2 separate regions of the Bombyx mori genome follow, and region 2 is linked to region 1. A link is a contact called in public Hi-C data. All regions are on one chromosome and are shown on one strand. The core of a region is the stretch at or near the end of the contact, and the rest is flanking DNA. Distances in the headings are between cores, read along the strand shown.

Region 1 (7,035 bases), core at 3,847-6,346:
GCTGAAATTAGCATATCTACTAAACTACCATATCAATTGCTGCTGAAATTAGCAATGCCGACCACTAGAAGCAGTTCAATTCACTTTGTTTGTCAAGGATTTTTTTTTAAATGCACCGGCTATTTTTGTAGCTGACCGTCTAATGATACTCCTTCTCCTTGCGTCGCTTTGCTTTGCTTTATTAAAGGTTGTGACCCCCCCGCTGCATTATTCTCTCATGTGCAATTTCCCTCCATTTGCTGCGATCCTTAACTTTTAATGATAACCATACAAAAGCTCGTCAAAACATTTTTTTGAATAAAGTGCAACAGGAAGAATCAGATAAGATTCTTTTTTAAATTACCATTTATTTTGACGTGTCATTATTTCACCGACAAACGCATATATGAGTCGTCTATTATCAAAGGTGGCAATCTGTACATTTGGACAAAAAAATTTTATTGATATGTCAATACAGATTTATTTGAATATAATCGTCTCCTTCAAAGAATACGGTTCAAAACCTGCATTAAATAAAGGTTAATAGTTAACCTGTTATTTATCTAAGATGTCGTTCCGAAGAGTTTTGTGACTGCCAATATAATACAAAGTCAATAATTCGTTTTTCTGATTTACCAATCATTGTCCAAAAGTCAGATTGCCGCCTTTGATAATAGTCGACTCATATGGTTGTCGTAATTGAAGAGATTAAAGGGTCAAATGAATTTGCATGTTTAGTACAAAAAAATGCTTTGTTAGATCGTAGATCTAGACTTTTTAGGTAAAGGCGAAAGTACATATGTTGCCGCGAACGAAAGTCGAAGGTTTTATTGGGATTTTCAGAATGGATGGATCGAGAAAATTTTGGTTTGTGATGTTTATAAATACCAATATTTAACGGAATATGTGTCTTTATAAGATTCATTAATTAAAAATCTGTGTTCATAAATTTTAATATCCTCATAAATCATTTTGTTTTTTTGGAACCGATACGCACAAGACCCGTATTTCTTCAAACTATTTTATTATCTTCGATGCTTTTTACTATCTTTAATGTTAATATTGAACAGTTTACGTTAACAACAACACGAGAAGCATTCCACAGTTCACGCAAGGTCGCACCACCTATTAAACTGGCGAATTTATTAAAAATGTACATCACAAAAATATACTGTCATTAAAATTGTCTATAATAACAAACATACAAACAAAACAATCCACAAATTATAAGCTATACAGGGACTAGATACATTAATTGTATCAAATTCCACTACAATCGCGAGCAATAGTGCAATTAAATCGGTAAGAAAAATAAAAACCGAATGTCGTGCACGAGTCGTTCGTGACTAACTTACGCCATGGAACCGAAATAAAAAGTAGTTCTTGCGGGTGCAACAGCTAAAATTATTATGGGCATTTTGAAATTGTTTAGCATTGCGGATAATTGTAACAGCAACTCGATTTTAACTGAAACAGGAACCATATTGTGTTCTTAAAGCACCTCACTAAGCAAGTTTTTACAACTGTGTGCTTAGTTCGAGTTTTTAACGTTCTCGATAGCGTAAAAGTTAACTCGAATTTGTAAGGAGTTGCACACATATGCAGTCATACAATATGCAGTTGGAACAGCGCCCCTAGTGACAAACGTAGGGAAACGTTCCAACTCCATGCAAATTTGACTTTTACGTTATCGAGAACGTTAAAAGATTCGCACTAAGCATACTGAATCATTGTTACACCCTACTAAAACGATACTTGAAATCGGTCCCTTGAAACTACTCGCGCACCACTTATCGTACGCTGATAGTACTATGACCGAAACCTTCCCTAGAGCCGCAAAAAGAACTACAAAGATTCAATACAGTCATAAAGAGCGTAGAAGTCGAACGATTTTTTTTCACGACTTTATTAGCACGCATTGTACTATATGAGTCGTCTATTATCAAAGGTGGCAATCTGTGCATTTGGACAAAAAAAATTTATTGATATGTCAATACAGATTGATTTGAATATAATCGTCTCCTTCAAAGAATACGGTTCAAAACCTGCATTAAATAAAGGTTAATAGTTAACCTGTTATTTATCTAAGATGTCGCTCCGAAGAGTTTTGTGACTGCCAATGGAATACAAAGTCAATAATTCGTTTTTCTGATTTACCAATCATTGTTCAAAAGTCAGATTGCCGGCTTTGATAATAGTCGACTCATATCATGTTATTCAACCTGTTATAAAGATAATCAGTAAATCTCGCATTTTGCGAACACTAAAATAGACTTTTTGGAAGCACCCGAGATTGTATTTACATTGGACTTTCGATATGACGACTGTTATTGAAAATATTGTCAACAGTATCTTTTTGTAATATCCGAAGCCATCGAATATTAAACATATTTCTTTGATGAAACAAGTATTCGCATTAAACATCAAACAATCGTTTAAATATTATAGTAGAAATATTTAAATTCAGATTAAAATGGCACTACCTTGCACAATTATACGGCTCCTACAATATAACTGTACAAGTTGCTACTTATTTTGTATTTACTTGCATATTTAATCTTGTGTAAGTCTATCTTATATTGTATTTATTTTTCACATGTGTATATAAGTATATATTTTTATGTAAGTTTGTTATGATATAGCACCGTCCAGTTCCCTTATTCCTCTCCCTGCAAGGTTGCCGGGAAGAAATTGCTTTCAGCGATAAGGCCGCCAATTTATGTCACCGACTATTATTTGTTTTATTTGCTCACTCTGTACATATGGTGTTAAATAAAGTGTTATTATTATTATTCGTAGGTTTTGGATCATCACGATCAAAATGCTACTATTTTAAATGTAAAGTTTATATTAAAATATCACGCAATTAAAATTAAACAGTCTTGTTATTCCATTATGAAATTTAAAATCAATTTACAGTATTTCTTGGGAACTAACTGTGTGGCGCCAAAACGCCATCAAACAGCAATACAAATCTTCGAGTGCTAACTTTATTGTGCTTTCAGATTGAAAGCTCGTATCACGTTTTAATACTTCGAGAGCCGTTAAATGTACAGCGTGTGTGTTTTATGGAATTAGTAATTGGCAATATAAAACTATGACCTGTGAATTTTTTTTTTTTTTTTTTTTTTTTATTGCCCTTGTAGGCAGACGAGCATACGGCCCACCTGATGGTGAGTGGTTACCGTCGCCCATGGACTTCAGCAATGCCAGGGGCAGAGCCAAGCCGCTGCCTACCATATGCAATACCGAGAAATGTCACAAAGTGTGCCTTCGTGTTCATTGTCCGAATTTTTATTGCATTTTGATACATCAGACATTCTATGGATGAGATTTTTGTGCGCATAATTTTGACTGGTGATAGGACGTCTTGTGAGTCCGCAAGTATCTCAAGGTGAGTGACGGCATTTACGTTGTAGATGTCTATGGACTCTGGTAAACACTTAACACCAGGTGGGCCGTGAGCTCGTCCACCATTCTAAACAATAACAAAAAAAAAGAATAATTGAAAACAAAAATCTTTAATAGTTACCCGAATTTTCGAGCAACTTCTAGCGTTTTATTTGAAATGAGTTTGTCTTTTTCATCTTTAGAGAACAATTCAAATACTTTTGTAAGCAATAATAATATTAATTTCATGTAAGACCTCAAAAAACCGGACATACCTAATCCCGATGACGTAAAGGAAGGTTTTCTGTATTAGCAGTGTGTGTACTTACGACCTTTTTCAAAACAAATTATTAGGCAGTCGGATATATGACACGGTGTATTAACAACATGTGTTTACGACCAGTATGTACACAAAAGCATCATGTGAATATATCGGCGTGTTATGATAAGGTATAAGCATTTCATGTTATAAAAATAACGCCATTTCGAAATTACGCAGTACGAAAATAAACTGTAAATTGTGAAAATAAGCTGAAAAATTGATTGTAAGGTTAAATCCGATACTAAAAGTTAGCAGACTTGCGAGATATTTTTGTCTAACATACTTCCTATCAGTGTTACTTTTATGTATTACTTAATGAGGACTTTTAATAAGTTGATCCTATGAAACTTTAATGCACTGGAGAAAAAATGGCTTTATTACAATCTATATAAATAAAAATACATGTATTTCTGTATGTGGGTACCTTAAGTATAGTAGCAATCGTATCAAAGTCATAGATAGTTAAAAATATTAATTTTAGTCAAAATCAAAAAAGTTTAAAGTTCCTAAAAATGGTTTTTTTTTGAACAATGCACACCTAGTTAATCTTTATTTGAACCGTGTGGTTAGTGCGTATTTTTGAACTTCTCGATCGCGTAAAAGTTAACTCAAATTTGTATGGAGTTGGAACAGCGCCCCCTAGCGGTAAACGAAGGGAGATGTCAACTCCATACAAATTTGGGTTAACATTTACGCGATCGGGAAGTTAAAAAACTCGCACTAAGCACACTGATCTCAAACCTGCAATTTATACCATTTAAATCCGTTGTACTTATATTTTTTGCAGATTTTGCACCATTATGATCGAAAAATTAAATAAATGGCTCGATGCTTACATTCAATACTTTAAAGTCGTCGTGGCCTAAAGGGTAAGATGCCGCATCCCGCAGGCAGGTACCAATTTTTCTAATGAAATACGTACTTAACAGATGTTCACAGTTGACTTCCACGGTGAAGGAATAACATCGTGTAATAAAAATCAAACCCGCAAAATTATAATTTACGTAATTACTGGTGGTAGGACCTCTTGTGAGTCCGGACGGGTAGGTACCATCGCCTTGCCTATTTCTGCCGTGAAGCAGTAATGCGTTTCGGTTTGAAGGGTAGGGCAGACGTTGTAACTGTACTGAGACCTTAGAACTTATATCTCAAGGTGGGTGGCGCATTTACATTGTAGATGCCTATGGGCTCCAGTAACCACTTAACATCAGGTGGGCTGTGAGCTCGTCCACTCATCTAAGCAATAAAAAAAAAATAAAAAAAAAGCGCTATCAAATTCGATTTTACGACTTTTCATGCTGATAGCGCTGACTAATTTTATTTGCTGAAAGTACCCGCACAGTCTGTCGTCGTTAGACACGGGCGTACTCGGCCGCCATGTTTACGATTTTCGCGCGCCCATATTTCCCGCGCGTGCGCAGTAACGGTCCCTTTGGGGCTGCCAGCCTATTGCATTACGATTTATGCGACAAATTTATTGTACGCGGCGATAGCGGCAACGTTCTTCGTTTTAGGAAGTTATTAATACAAGTTGTTGTAATGTAAGTTGTACAATTAATTTGTGTAATGTTTTCCGTTAAAACTATTGCCTTTCGTTTGTTATTTTATTATTTATGAACTTTGATGTTTTGATACCTGATGCTATATTATATTTCGCCAGAATTTCTATGCCGTTATTTTGCCAAATAAATAACAAGATTTGTAATGTTAATATTTTTCCCATGACTATCATAAAAGCAATAGCAAAGCAGGCCAAGCATTTTAATAGTTGAGTGTATTGTGACTTCAACTCGCTCTAGCTAAAAATTCTTCCCCATAGTGGTATGTTACGTAAGCGTATGTTTTGTTGAGATTGTATTCCTGTTATCCTGATAAAGTTGAACCTAAGGCTTTCCAAATTACCGCAAGGTGGGTGACAAATTTATTAAATTTATTCCCGAAAAAGAAAAAAAGAATGCAACATTCATTTTACTCGTGACTAAATTAAGAATATAATCTTTTCAATCATACTTAAGTTAATACTTTACTATCGTGAATGTCACATCCCACGCGGGCCGCTAAACGTGATCTACCTGCAGCCAGAGATCAGCGCGAGACAAGGTCACGGCCGGGTCAAAGATTAAATTACACAGTGTAGTTGTAATTAACCGATGTGACGGTCAATAAAGGTTTCAATTGTATTCAGTTATGGCGAAATACATAACGTAAATAACAGGACCGCTTTATTTTGATTCAATGAATTTGCACACCCTACTGTTGGAATAATAATTGTTAGTTCAACAAATATGCAGATTGAAAAAGGCAACTGTACTGAAATGGAAATGAATGAATTGAAATATCTTAATAACCATTACTCTTTTTGAAGGTGCTCTTTTTCTTACCCTGGTGGTGGGAGTAGGGAAACAGGCACACAATGACATGTTTTGGCAATATTACAAGCTCCGTCTCATTATTAAATGGTTTTGACCAACATTTTATATTAAACGGTGCTACCCTAAAGATTTATTCATCTATATATTCCACTTTAGAGCCAAGGTTTTCGAAACACCCTCTTCTCGGTTTGATACGATTTTCTGATAAATTCATACTCAAAATAATCGTAGTTACGGAAAAAAATGAGCTTTTTTTTATTGCTTACATGGGTGGACGAGCTCACAGCCCATCTGGTGTTAAGTGGTTACTGGAGCCCATAGACATCTACAACGTAAATGCGCCACCCACCTTGACATATAAGTTCTAAGGTCTCAAGTATAGTTACAACGGCTGCCCCGCCCTTCAAACCGAAACGTATTACTGCTTCCCAAATTTTATTACTTGTAAAGCTTGTGATCGATAATTATCGTTAGTCTCAATGAAATCACCGTAATTGTCAAGATCCGATTTTAAACTTCTAATTAGTTGATTCAGCGCGCACGCGTCGAGCTTCGTGATCGATTTTGATTGCTATTTATTGCATCCTGCGGGCGTTTTACTATGAAATACCCGGTAATTTGAGTCCGTAGAATGCATTTTCTTGGACGTTACCAAAGTTATTGCATTTGTGTCGGAGCCTCACCTCTTAACGGAACTGCATCTCAAGACTTGATGGGTGATATTTAATTAAACTGTACTTATAAAACATTTAACATGAACGATATTTTTAATGGGCGTAATATTTAATCTAGCCATATAAATCTAGCCATAGTTTTGGTTAGGTTACGCAATTAAACAGAGTGAATTTAGGATTGGATTAACTTTATTTCGTCTCATTTCGTGAGCTGTCGCAAAATAAATGGCAACACATAAATGACTACGAATTTTATTTCGCCCACCTTTAATCGTACGATTTCAATAAATACTGTCCG
Region 2 (7,093 bases), core at 247-2,746, 78 kb before region 1:
AACGCTGTAAATTCTCGCGTCGCGTCGTTAACAAAAATCGTGAAACCAACTCTAGGGTCGATGCTCCACCCAATAGCCGCACTATTAACAATCACGTCAATAAAATTAATCGTCAACAAAAGAAAAGGGCGTATGTGATCACATTATTTAATATTGTTCATATTTATTTTGTTATTAACACGCACATTATTATTCAATGTGTCCGTTATCAGTGAGTGCATTTGTTATCTGTACAATTTCATATTGTAATCTCGGTTTTATTGATTTTTTTTAATTCAACCAACTGGAACATATAAAAACTTATATCCATTTGAAATTAGATGCTAAATTTCAGAAGTTCAAAGAAATCGTTTAAAACGACGAACAAGCGAAAATTTACCGTTCTGTGCTTAATAAGTACAGGTTGAAGTGAAAATTTAGCTTTTCCCGCTTTCTCGCAACGCGGGTTCACGCATATTGTGGGTCACGAACATTATTTGTTTTAACTAAATTAACGTTTTGCGAAGTCTTCGTTTTATGTCTTTGTTGGCTATGTCGACCCTGTTTTTTTTGCGGTTAAAACATACCACAATACGAATACCTATAACTAGACGTTGTTGACATCCATTTTTTACGTTTAGCGGATTGAATTGAAACCAATTTATACTCATTCATACGTGATCGACCTTCTACGTAAATTGAATGAAAAGTCTAATAACAATTCGTCGACTCCCAAAAAATCACAAAGGCACATTATATGGACTTAATAAATTCTACGGGACTGTTGGTGCGTTGATTCTAATTTGATATTATTTACAAAAGCTTCAAATTAAAAATTCACCGCCTTTTCGTGTGTACCCGCTAATTCTACCGACAAAACGACTGTGGACTCACAGGGATCATAAATCTAACCTACAAACGAACAACTGTAAATATTGACTCCCATGCTTTAAACTATTCTGAAACGTTTACGACCACAGTTGCTGGCGCCTAAATCCATTTGAACCAAACTACGGGGCAACAAAGACGAGAATACTTTAAAAAAAAATGAATTGTACGTTCCTGTACAACGACCGACGTAATGGGAGCTCCGTTGACGTATCGACGGCGTTTCAACGTGCGACGAGAGTGACGGACCAGTCTAGAATGGTGGGGCTGACTTGTAGTGTAGCATAAAAAGGAGTGCGTGAGGAATGCGCCTGCGAGATCGTCAGGTGCAACGGCCGCAAGCCCCGCCCCTTACTGGCATTTTTGTGTACCCGCCTAATGTGTGTCGACATTAACAGAAATCGAAGCCGTCGCCTTTAACACCGAATTAATAAACGTTGTAACGCTTTTATGACCTTACTGTGTAATTTCGCTTTGATGTCAACCGATAGGCGATTACAGCGGAGTCATCAGAGATCATATCGGTATCCCGCTAGTAGAGAATTAGCAGCAAAACAAACGGGTACTGCTCTGACGAAAACTGTCGGATAAATAAAGTTTGAATGCTATCTGCGAACCGTTAGTAACACAATGGGCTGCCCGCACTAAATAACAATATTATGTGGGTCGCTGTGCTAACGCGACTCCGGATAAGGCGAACAATTAAAATAAACATACAACACCTATTTGACGGCGCTTAATGTCTGCGCAACGTAACCTGATAGCATATTATAACATCTTTATATTAAACCGTGCTATTTGAAAACCTCTTCATTTGTCATGACACTACGAGAGCTAAATAATGTTATCTCGATTCGCATTTTATTCCGGACCGATGTACCGTTTATAAAATAGTCTTCAAGTCAGATGTCGTGTTTTATGCCAGTTTTTCCTCTTTTTCTAAACAGGGCAAATTTAAATTGTAAAGTATAATGTGTGACATTGTTTTATTAATGCACCTGATTAAATCATCTTAGTTGGCTGAATTTCATATTAGTTTCGGGTAAAGTCAATGAGCTTCTAGAAAGTTTTTTTTTCTCATCGACAATGTTACTAATTGGCGTTTTTAATACACCATAATATCACTATGGTGCGTTACTATTTTCAGTATTGGTGGTTTAGCTAAATATTAGAAATACAGAGAAACACACTGTAACGACGTTTTTAAATATGTATACCTCACAAAATTGACATTTTTTGGCGGAAAAATCCTAAAACAGTGTCTGTGCCAAATACATCGACAGGCAGAATAGGGTTTTGTTTTCTGCCATTTGATTACGGAGCCCTAAAAGAGAATGTTCTTTATTCAAATTATCACGTTACAATTCGCTCGGCTGCTGTTGTCACAAATCTCGGAATAGTTTGTTTAGCCAATGAATTAAATTCAAAGCCACTATGTCTGCAATATATGGTCTAGTCTAAATTGTTCCTGTGTTCGAGCCTTAAGAATTATATCGTAAGGTGATTTCGTAATGCTTGCGTTTGAAGATTATAGCAATTTTTTATTTGGACATTTCAATGAATCGTCAGTAAACTGCTATCTGTCGCTTGGTAACAAAAAAACAAGCAGAGACATCGACATTCCTAATAATCGAAGTTTAAATTCCTAAACGCTAACATTTACGACTGAATTACATTTTATAATTAATACGAAGAGCAAATTAAAAGAGCGTTAACTTTTAAAAAGTGCCCACCAATGTGATTTTGATATGACTACTAAATCCGTGCAATAAAAGGCTGTTTTTTCCTTAAGGTTTTATTGCCTTAACGTCTCTCGAGTCACGATGCCTCCTGCAAATTTACATATAATTTATTAAAAGTCTATACAAACTACTTTGATCTTTTCTATCATTTCTTAGTAATAACCTCTCGAATAGTAAATATTGAAATCTTTATTTGAATATATCTTTATTAAAAAAAATAACAATTTTAGTGTTCATTATTTCAAAAAAAACAATTTACACACAATTTACAATTTAAAAGCTTCAAATACTACGAACTACTGAAGCGGAGACTTGGTGTTAATGGCTAGAAAGATAAGTATGTATGTGTGCATATATGTAATAAGTGTAAATTTAAATGCGAGCTAAGTAGTTTTAATTAGTAGGTTAAATTATTCCTGGTAGTATCCAATTATACTAACTTACACATAAAAAATAATTACCAAAAGTTAACTGTTAGATAATACTCTATAGCGATAAGTAAGCATTCGCACCTGTTTTTTGTGCAATAAATTTTCTATCTATCTAATAAAGTAATTTAAATTACTATTGGACCGTGAACAGTCGACACAGCGAGGCGGGCCTTAGCGCTAATTGTGCACGGCCAAATTATTGCGTTTATAGAGCGCGTGCTTAATTACTAGTCGCTTTTTATATAATCCCGATAAATTAAAAAAAGCTGGAAAAAATATGAATTTGCGTAATGATTAGCGAATAACGAAACTGCCTAGACCAACCACTGCCAATATAGAACATAGAATATACTTCATACAAACCACACTTAAAGATAATGGTTAATGTTTCTGTATAAAAATGATTTTCAATAATTTTATAAATTACTAGGATCTAATTAATGCTTTAGCCGTATGTGACCACGAAAACTGTAAAGCATTTGAAAATACAGATATTGTAAAATGAAAATAATAAAAACGCTTATTTCTTTCTTTATTCCTGCATTAAACCGTCCGTACCTTTATATCGTCGAGTAAACACGTATTGATTTTCATGACTGTTCAAAAGAGTTCATCAACCAAGAAGTAAAATCTCTGCAGTGTAAACTAAAAACACAGACTAACACATATTTAACACGCATCATTCGTGACGTATAAAAAGTAATGCTGCTTTTTATGTTATATTTATCGGTCATGTTCCCATCTAAAACACGGGCCGGTTTGTTAGAACCGAAACGAATCGAAATGCTTAGGGATGCCACTTCAGATTGATGTCAGTTACAAAAACACACAGCCAACACTATATTTATGAAAGCACCTTAAGCCACGTTGTTTATATATTTTTCTACAGCAAAAGGAAATCGTCCAATAAGCTGAAACTGTTGTTCTGCAAACTAACTTATTATAATTTTGTTCGATCGGGTAAAATAATACTTCTCATATCCACATAACGTACACATTCAACATTTATTCTGTAGAATGGCTAGACTTTCGAAAAATGTGACTTTGCCTGGCAAATATCATAGTAATTAATTACATATTTTGTATATTTTAATGATAGTCATAACATACATTCGGACAATGAGTTTTTTTCATACGAAAAATCCGACATCGAGCGCATGTAAACTTACTATATACGATAAATACATATATGGGATATTTTTCAAAGTCATAACTGGCCCTTGTTTGGATTTTACCAATCTAAGACCTCAACCTTGAGCGTAAAGATGGGCATTGACGTTGTAATGTTTATAGGCCCCTCTAACGTCTTAACACCGAGGACACGTGTTGAGCTCATCTGCCAGTGTTAGATAATAAGAATAATAAACATTCAGTATAAGTGGCTAAAACAGACTTCCTTCTGGTTTTTGACGTAGACCCGTTGAAACTCTAAAATTGGATGCAGTTAACAACCCTAGTCGTACCGTTAAGTTGTCGTTCCGATAGAGCAATAAACATGAGCGTATGTTAATAATATAATTGCTTGTTTATCCGTGACCCTGTGATGTTTACGCGTTGAACCGGAACACCTCATTAGCGATTTTATAGAGAAGAAACCTTGTTCAATTAAAACACGAATTCGTTTGACTCGTAATAGAGATAATAAATAGTATCTATAAAGCATGTGTACATTCGAGCTGTGAAGTAAATTTTATAAGCGTAGACCACCCATGAAATACTAGTTAGAACATTAAACAAATATAATTATAAATATAATTTACTGGTGGTAGGACCTCTTGTGAGTCCGCGCGGGTAGGTACCACCGCCCTGCCTATTTCTGCCGTGAAGCAGTAATGCGTTTCGGTTTGAAGGGTGGGGCAGCCGTTGTAACTATACTGAGATCTTAGAACTTATATCTCAAGGTGGGTGGCGCATTTACGTTGTAGATGTCCATGGGCTCCAGTAACCACTTAACACCAGGTGGGCTGTGAGCTCGTCCAACCATCTAAGCAATAAAAAAAAAGTACATTTTATAAACGTAGACCACCCATGAAATACTAGTTAGAAGAATAAACAAACAAACTTATATGTAATATATTTATAAAAATTTGGAAAGTGTTTCCGGTTGCATAATTATTTCCAGATTGGTAAACGGTACAACGATTCCCATGATAGGGAGTTTTTAAACAAATATGGTTAAAATGTACGCGTTGTTTAGCCAAAGAGACATTTGTGTGTAATTAATTAGGTATTTTTACACTTTATTTTAGATTTTTTGAAAATTTCACACTATTAGTGGTTTCCTTTACATAACTGACGTATTGAGAATTAGTTTTCATAATTTATCAACGTGTGCCCCAACAAAAATGAAGTAGTTTATGAAGAGACTTATATAAAATAATAATATTTTAAACGGCTTAAGAAACAAAAAATGTATAAAATTTACCTGCTTTTACAACTACGAAACATTCGCGCCGTCTCAAAATCACGCGGGAAAATCTTGCCGCCATTGTTCCGTTCAGAAATGTTTAGATGAGCAAGGATCATGTTTCGTAACTCATTGCTATTGTTGAATCGATTTCAGACGAAGTGTCAACACTGCGTGTTTGTTTACCATTGTTAAGGTGTTTGGTTTTTGCTTTAAAAACTATATCCTTTGTTGATGAAACACGATGAGCGTTGTCTTCACAGAATTTATAAACAGTCCGCCGATTTATCACCGTGTAATATTGCAAACACGCACATACTCCAGTATAATATAACTAGCTATATCGATAACAAAATCCTAATTGCTCTTAACAATTTTTGAGCTTGCGATGAAATACCCGAGTAAATATTACAATTTGATTAAATTGCTGACCAACGGTTATAATTGGTTCTTAACACCACTAGGCTTGGGCATATTTTTTGCTGTTTTTTTTTCTACTATTGTGGCAGGTATTTGGGTGGCGATTAGTAATCATTACCGCAATTTGTAAACTTGTATAGTCGAGTACATTGAACGGTAGTAAAACAATTGAAATTGCTGTACGCTGTGGTCGTCTGTAGCTAGATTAGCATACCGGTCGGAGTTTGCCTACGCACTCTAAGCCGATCCATCATATTTGCTGTGTGCGTAGACGGAGATGTTTCATTTTGGTTCAGGGCTTTCGTTTCTTTTTTAGAATTTCTGAACGAATAATCTTGATATTTTTAGAAAAAAATATTTCAGTAGACTACGTTTTACCCTTTCTGACTGTGACGTTAATTTGTTTCATACAGTGACCTATAATGGCGTCCTAGTACATCAGTAGGACCATGAAAATTATAAAATTAAAGCATTATTTAAAAATAAAAGGGACACAGGACATTCAGATTAGTATTTTGTTAGTTTTGAATTTCGATCAATGTCGACCCTAATACAAAGCAGAATTTGCAGAATGTAAAATTACTAAGCATTTGCTGCGACTCGCGATTTTGATCTATTCGCAATGCCTTAAGTCACATTTTCCTTTGCCTTCATCTTGGTTGCCTTTTTGCTCAGTTCTCTGAAGGAAAAGTAATGGCTTTCATGTATCCTTAGCTGTCTGAAGGTTTTACAACAAATGAATTGCTTGTAGCAAGAATTACTTTGCAATTTGAATAAGGATAAACCTATCGGTAACTATGCTGTTTTTCATCATGGGTTTTGTAGAGAAGCGCTTGTGTTACTGTGCTTGCTCATTGCGTAGGTACGCATATCGATTTTAACGCCGGTTCGTACGATCAAAGATATCTCAGAAGATGAACTGTTCACAATCAGTACAGATCCCCACGAATCGTTCTCTGTGTATGCTCCCATACTAGGGCGTGTTGTGACACGGGTAGGCACCATCATCCTGTCTATTTATGGCGGGAAGCAATACTGTATTCAGATTCAGACCCAAGGTGGGTTATGCGCTATTAACCCATCGATGCATTAAAAATAAAACAAGCATTCAAACGCCAACAACAAAAATTATATTATTACATATTTGCAAATAGTTATTAGAAAATGAACGTCGCAATACTAGGCTTCGACTCTCAAACCGACCGGCTACTGGCTACGTGCTCGAT

What was found. Hi-C and Micro-C count contacts between places; a contact is called where the count stands out from the background.
Region 2: a contact with region 1 is called in a Hi-C map of midgut, with 1.7 times the contacts expected there. The contact joins two enhancer-like sites. A contact is called at or near these places in 3 of 7 Hi-C or Micro-C datasets (midgut and whole pupa).

The regions. Positions count from the first base shown.
Region 1 is chr10:2,267,227-2,274,261 of ASM3026992v2, reverse strand. The region is part of intron 2 of LOC101735394 (protein outspread); the gene reads left to right. The region is part of intron 2 of LOC134199463 (a long non-coding RNA gene); the gene reads right to left. Among protein-coding and RNA genes, the nearest start is that of LOC134199463, 9.9 kb to the right of the region's middle. Within about 2 kb of position 5,096, at least 5 of the 8 cell types and tissues checked have open chromatin away from gene starts, as enhancers often do.
Region 2 is chr10:2,341,529-2,348,621 of ASM3026992v2, reverse strand. All of the region lies in intron 2 of LOC101735394 (protein outspread), which reads left to right. Among protein-coding and RNA genes, the nearest start is that of LOC101735394, 12 kb to the left of the region's middle. Within about 2 kb of position 1,496, at least 8 of the 8 cell types and tissues checked have open chromatin away from gene starts, as enhancers often do.